Linked DNA regions of Gossypium hirsutum: region 2 is linked to region 1. The links are chromatin contacts, called in public Hi-C maps. All regions are on one chromosome and are shown on one strand. The core of a region is the stretch at or near the end of the contact, and the rest is flanking DNA. Distances in the headings are between cores, read along the strand shown.

Region 1 (3,619 bases), core at 264-2,763:
GAGCAATACAATAGTATGCCTCTAAGCAATAAAACAAATAAACATGCTTGAAATGGGCTACATGGAAATGGAATCTGTTACAACCAAAAGAAAAAAAGGCACTGTTGCAGCATACCTTGCCCATCGCTGGGGCCATTAAATTCATCTGGACTTTCATGCAATTTTGTAGGATCCCCTCCTCTAGCAACTCGCTCTCTTAAGTCTCTAACACAGTTCTGACAAGATATATGCAACAAACGAATTATGCTTATGTATACCCAGAATTTACTCAGCTGTCCATATCATGAAGATGCTAAAGCAAATTCACCGGCACGTAAAGGGATTTAAATTTACTGTCATCAAAGCTGCCTGTATTTTAGGGAAACAAAGAACATCTATGGAGTCCAGATCAACACGAACAATCTCAAACAAAGCTAAATAGCTAATACAATACGTGAAATTCAATGGTTAAACATTAAACCTCGTCTCGTTATGTACATTTAAATTTTAGAGTCTCAAAAGATAATATCAGAATAACCCAAAGCTACGAGTAAGAGGTAGTCAATCGCGTAATGTCTTGCAGGCTACTCCCCTGAAACAAAAACTACTTTACCCTAAATTCAGTAAAAAGTCATTGAACACTGCAAATTAAGGGTTGAATGAGTTACCTTAACACGTTTGGAAGAAGCAACTTTATCCACTTTATGTACAAACTGATCAAAGGAGTAATAAGGGAGCAAATACTTGTGCCACTCTCTGTACAACCCAATTAAGTTTCTCAAATCACTGGCCTAAAAGCAAAAAACTTTAAAGCTTAATTAAATCACCCAAAAAAAGGTAAAAGAAGAACAATCATATGAAGTTAAGAGAAAGAAGATAAATCTAGTAATCTACCTCGTGACTGCGACCGCGGTCCCTAAAAGCCCGAGGGAAGTGGCGAAGGATGTAACCGATACCATCATCGGAGAGGAGAAGTTCAGGTGTGAGCTTGGGTCGGGTTCTGCTTTTGGATACTTTCTTGGGCTTTTCGGGTCTAGGGAGCTGATTGGGAGTATAGCTGAGGGCGGCGGAGGCGGCAGAGGAAGCGTTGAGATTGGGTTGATCGGGGCAGTCACGAGCCCAGTGACCGGGTCTTCCGCACTTGTAGCAGCCTTTTCCGACGGGATTTGGGATACCGGATCCGGGTTTTCCGGGATTGGGATGATCGGATTTGAGGGCCTCGGGGCAGTCATGGGACCAGTGGCCTGTCTTTCCGCATTTGTAGCAACCCGTCGGCGCTGATTTTGGATTCTCCATTTCGCACTTCTCTCAGGTGTTTAGGTTCTTCTCTTACTACGTTTACTATTTATTTGCTCCTTTTGTATATGGCGGAAGATATTGGAGGGAAAAAAATATTAGCATTTTTTATTTCGGCCCAAATCCACCAGTTTCTAATAAACTTATCTTTAAATTCGGTCCTCTTTTTTTTCTAATATCTAAGAGATAAGTTAGTAAGAAAAAGGTTTTCCCTACAATATCTCCCGCCACATACAAAAAGAGCAAATAAATAGTGATCGCCCATTTTTCTCTGTTTGTCTCAAGATTTCGTCGAAACTTGTGGGTTTCTGTCGAAATTTCTTGTTTGATCTATGGTTCTTGAAGCCGAAGTGCGAGAAAAGGTCCTTCTCGGCGCTGTCTCGATTCAACTCTTGTTCGCTGGTTTTTCTCCGTTTTATCTCGGGATTTTGTCGGAGCGTTTGGGTTCCCTCCGGAAATTCTTTTTTCTGTGTTTGCTCGCTGCTAGTTGCTTCCTTTCAGCTGGGGTTTTCAGGCTGCTGGTGTTTCTTTCTTTTCATTGCTGGTGGGGTTCTGAGAGTTGGGTCTCACTGGATTCTTCGATTGGCTCGGTTTGGGAGCTTTTTTGGTTGTTTCTGTTGTGAGGGGTCTTCTCTTCAGTGAGCTCCTTTTTCAGCTTTTCTGTCAGGTTCAAGTCTTCCCTTGGATCCACTTTTATTGTTGCTCTTTCTTTTTCTATGATTTGATTTTGGTTTGGTTATTTCACTTCTTCATTGAAAGATGACTCAGGGTTGATGGATTGTTGCTTTATGATTGGTTTTCTTTGCATTATTGTTTGCTTATTATGAATATTGTGGCTTGGAACTGTAGAGGTTTAGGCCAACAACACTCTGTTAGGGCTTTAAGGGATGTTTATCAAAAACATAATCCCGACATTATATTTCTTAGTGAGACTAAACAGAGGGGCTCAAAACTGGAAAAACTCAGGAACAGATTGGGCTATGTTTACTCAAAGTATGTTGATCCAACGGGGACTGCAGGAGGTCTCTCTTTGTGGTGGCGATAAAATGTGAATCTGCATGTCTATGTAGCTACTAAGAATTTCTTTGATACAACTGTTGAAACGGAAAAAGGTTCCTTTGTGTACGGACATCCCTATGTTAAGGGTAAATTGGAAGTTTGGGAAGCTATTAAAAAGCTTAATCACTGGTGCAATAAAGCATGGTGCTGTATAGGAGATTTTAACGACGTACGTTTTAACTATGAAAAGCAAGGAGGTAATCCGATTGATGTGTCAAGAGCTTGGGAGTTTAATAAATTTATCTCTGGATGTAATTTGTTTGATCTACCGGTTCAGGGAGGGGAGTTTACTTGGGCCAACAATAGGGACAATAAAGGATTCGTCAGAGAAAATCGACAGAATCCTATGTAATGCTCGATGGTGTAATTGGTTCCCGAACTGTTTAGCATCTTCTGACATTGCTATTGGGTCTGATCATAAGCCTCTCTTTCTTTGCCTTGAGAAGAGGGATAAACAAAATTGGAAGTCCTTTAAATTTAGGTCGGAGTGGCTTGTCAATGATGAGCGTAAAGATGCTGTCATGGAGGGATGGTCCTTTAACGGTAGTGGGGAGTTCGGGGTTAATTCTCATATAAAATGGAGGAAACTAGGAGAGCTATCCCAATGGAACAACATGACGAGGAGAAATGTTAGAAAGTGAAGCTGAAGGATTGTCGAGGAAAATAAGCTTATTCGAAATGGGGTTTTAACCCAAATGAAGATGGAAGAACTGAAGATTTCTATCTTGATCAACGAAGCTAATAGGGAAAGATTCAAACTGGGAAGGGGACTTAGGCAAAGGATGATGTGTGGCTTTGCCAGAGATGTGAAGAGATCAAATCGATGTAACATATTCTATTTTTCTGCCATTTGCTATGAAAGTTTGGAAACTTTCTTCCTTCAGTAACTATCCAAGGAAGGAAGGTTTCAAAGGGATGTTTTTTTTACCTCTTTTGCATTTTGATCCATGTCTTTTCATCTCGATCAATCTTTTAAAAAATTATTTTTTGAGTAATTAAAATGAAAACAATTTAAAAAATTAAGTGACTAAAATGAAAGTGTAAATATGATATGGTATACATAATCAACTATTATGTGTAACTAAAATAAAAGTGTTTTAAAAAATATATAATGAAATTGTGAGGATTTCATTTTTAGATAATCAAAATATAAAATTAGGTGACCAATTGGTTACCCAAAAACTTAATTACCCTTTTATTCTTTTAACTTTTAACCGAAAAAAATTATGGATTAATGTCACCTTAATTAATGAATCATCTTTATGATACCCGTAAACATGATAGG
Region 2 (3,677 bases), core at 136-2,635, 720 kb before region 1:
TTGTAATACCCCTTTCGATCAATAAAGTACATAATCTATTGTTTTCATATTTTCTTTTGTTCTTTATTCTCTCCATCTCTCTTTATTTTATAATATAATTCTTTTTTTTTGTTACACAAAAGCAATATTTTCAGAATTGAACCGATGGTTAAATTAATTAGACAATCGATTCATGTTCTAATCAGTTCATCCTGTTTAATTGAATAAATTTATTAATGATATAAAAGAGGAAAAAAAAGGAAAAATTGGTTCACTCGACTTGATAGCCAGTTCAATTGGTTTAATCGATTTAACCGGTTCACAATTAGTCGATCTGATCCCTTATTTAGGACCTATACCCCGATCAACTCCCAAATCAACTAGTTGGTCTAATTCTAAAAACGACGCATAAAAATTATAATGTCAAGGTACTTAATTTTTATAAATATATAAAAAGATTAACAACATAAATTCAATACTAAAAATTAATATCTAATTTAGTAACACTTAAAATTTTCTAATTTATCAATAGTACCTAACTTCCAAGGTATGTATACGACTCACTTTGTAAATACCCTCTCAAATGTAAATGTATATATATATATTTCTATGAGGGTGTGTTTGTGTTTCTATATAATAAATTCATAAATATTTGATTATAATAATATATGAACCTAAAACACCATACATGATAAATATTTAACTTTATTATTATAATCAAAGCATCAATTATTTTTATATGGATTTTTAATAAATATATATTTTAATTATTTTCACCCACATGTGCCATTAATCTAGTTTACTATAGGTTCGAGTGAGAAAAATTAAAAAACCAAAAATTGATCTAAATTGTAGTGTTTGAATAGTTTATGAAATGCAAATTAAAAAATTGTGTTTACTTGTAATCAAATCGAATTCTAGTTTTTATTTAATTTATAATTAAATCTAATTTTTATGATATAAAAAATAAATAAAATTTAAAATAGTCAAAATTATTTAAGAGTTTTGTATAAAAAATATGTATTGATTATTGTTTATTTATTTGAAAAATTATTCTTTAAAACTTTATCAAATAATATTAAAAAATTATAAAAATAACTTTAATTTCTCAAAATAAGTCTAGAAAAAAACTATATAAAAAACTAAAAATCAAACCAAATTGATATCCCTTCAAAATTCGTGGCTGTCCCTCCAAAAAAATGTTGTCTTCAAAATTTGAGCTTAAGCTCTTTCCTTAATAATACAATGTGCCTTACCATTATATTCAACTAATTCTTAGTTAGCTTTTGATAATTTAAATTTAAGCAATTTGAAAAGAGTGGTTGTAGGCTTTAGGCTCCAAACTTGATGCCCAACTCAAATTGGGCTTTACCATGACAGCCCAAAAGTTGCCCTTCTTTAATTTAATTTTTATTCATTAACTAACAATTACTCCTTCCACCTACGATTCAAAGTTCATCTCCAAACCGCAAGTCTACTCGCTCTCGTTCTTTGGCTACTGAGGATCTGAGAAGCTTCATCGCCAAATTTTACAGAGTAAGTGTTTTGGCATCTCACTGTCGCTTTTTCTTAATTTTTCTTTCCTAATAATTGTGTAGCTTTTTTTTGCGTTCCAATCTTCCTTTTTCTGTTTATTTCAATCAGGTTCATTGAAACAAATTAGCTAGTTTCATGGGTTTGTCGTCTATTGGCACTGCTACTGAAGGCATGCAACTCTGCATATTTGATTTGAGAAGAGGCCAACATGAAGGGCAAGAACTTGATAAAATTTTGTACTTCTTTCCTCCTGATTTGCCCTTTTCGACTCAACTCTCTGTGGTTGGGCTCAGCGAAGGGCTTATTACATTCACGCGGTTAGTACTAAGGAACCCCTTTCGTGATCCATCGTGTTCAGTTTAAGATTAGAACAAAGTTTCTTTGTTTAGCTAGTTCTTTTTACAAAAACATTAGAGTTTTTTCTGCAGAATTTTCTCTCCGGAGGCTGCTTGCGACGTTATAGAGGCAGAGAGGCACTCTCATGTCTTTTACGAGGCAGAGCCAGATATTTGGATGGTTATGGTATGAATGTAGTTGTGACTATCTAGTATGATATATATTTTTTCTATGTCCATTTGCTTCTGAATGGTAATTTTAGGCATAGATGTACAAATGTTTGGTTATTGGTGTCAATAGATTGTCTTGAAATCTTGAAACCTTGTTTAGACGTGTTCCGGTAATTACCAGCATTTTGTTGGAAAAAGAGTAAAGTACATATATCTTGGTCAACCTGTAAAATTTTGTCCCTTGATGGGAAAGTCTGATGTCTGATATCTGCTATTTATTGTTATAGATAGTGGAGAAAAGTAAGGAGCCGGAAGCCATATGGCGGATTGATGCATTAAGAGAGGTTCTCAAGGAAATTCACTCTCTTTTCATTATGTTTCATGGATCTATTAGAGCTTTGCTTGACAAAGAACCTGGCGGAGGACTAACTCGTGCTCATTTATACCCTTTCATCATGGATTATCTAAGAGGTAAGTTATGAAATTTTATGTCTGCTTGAAACTTGTGCTAAGTTTATTGTTATTTTGTCTTTGATTCAAAATATTTCATTGCAAGTCACTAATTGTCAGCATGTCAAAAGCTGTCTCCCTTGGATGAGTGCTGCTGGGGTAATGCTGAAGTTGCTGTATCAAATGGCTTTATCTGGATTTGTGCTTCCAAGTCTTGCTGAAGTAGCTATATCTCATGCCTTATGTATAACTTTTATTTTGAGGCAGATTTTCTGGTTGGGAAGAAACTCCTGTTGCCATCATTCTGTGACTGTTTAAAGGAACGAAGGACTGTACAGATGCTAACTGTAGGACGAGAGGCTGCAATTGAAGTTCAGGTTTGTGTTAAGAATTTGTGTGCATGCGTGTGTGTTTTTGCAGTTATCATATGTAGTTGAATTGCCAAAATTCTTTCACATTTTCCATAATAAGTGGTTTAAAGTTCCTACCTCCAATGAAGAAACTTATATTATGGTAGTTTCGAGTTATGTAACCTTGGAACTAAAATACTAGTGACTGGATATTAGCATACTGAATAACTGATAATAGATAGTTTCTATGCTCGAATGAATCTGCTCTGCTCTATATTTGAAGTGATAATGTAGTTTGAATTTGAGGTCTGGTGCTATCATTACTCTGTATCTACTGAACCATCAAACCACATATTTCCACTTGTGTAAAAGTTTCCCATATATTGTTCCTATCATAGATTTCTAAGTTCTTGCCTATCATAGATTTCTAAGTTCTTGCTATATAATTAGAGCAAAGTGACTCTATATTATATATTGTCGTTGTTTGTAAATTGTCTAGATCTTTTTCTCTTTTCAGTGGGCAAGTCAACGCAATCAAGCTCACCTGTAAGATCCAGAGACATGAGTCTTCTATTGAACACACTTTTTGATTTTTCTTCTTGACTATATATATAAGGTTTAGGATTTTCATAGGAAAAACTGGTAAAGGGAGTTTAATAGAGCATTAGATGCCTCTCTTAGATTTGCTTTCTTAATTTGCCAGAGTAAGAGATATGGCATTAATGAGTGAATCTAATTGAACAGTTCTCAGTGTTTGATCTTATAAATAGTTGGTTGATTCTTCCAAAAAATGAGTTTGGATAATCCTATTTGACCTTTTATACCAGATGCAAGAGTTGACAACACTGTTGCTTTC

What was found. A called contact is a pair of places that touch in the nucleus more often than the background predicts.
Region 2: a Hi-C map of leaf shows a contact between it and region 1, with 2.0 times the contacts expected there. The contact joins the promoter of LOC107886338 here to the promoter of LOC107886349 in region 1. A contact is called at or near these places in 5 of 34 Hi-C or Micro-C datasets (hypocotyl and leaf).

What each region holds. Positions count from the first base shown.
Region 1 is chrA03:72,968,689-72,972,307 of Gossypium_hirsutum_v2.1, reverse strand. It overlaps LOC107886349 (TIMELESS-interacting protein), which reads right to left and starts at 1,513. Exons shown (of 5, transcript XM_016810270.2): 1 at 874-1,513; 2 at 648-770; 3 at 116-215. The coding sequence starts at 1,275. LOC107886351 (a long non-coding RNA gene) reads left to right here and starts at 1,457. Exons shown (of 2, transcript XR_001680735.2): 1 at 1,457-1,942; 2 at 2,125-3,261.
Region 2 is chrA03:73,689,607-73,693,283 of Gossypium_hirsutum_v2.1, reverse strand. It overlaps LOC107886338 (vacuolar fusion protein CCZ1 homolog B), which reads left to right and starts at 1,385. Exons shown (of 10, transcript XM_016810246.2): 1 at 1,385-1,515; 2 at 1,624-1,832; 3 at 1,944-2,037; 4 at 2,309-2,492; 5 at 2,739-2,848. The coding sequence starts at 1,651.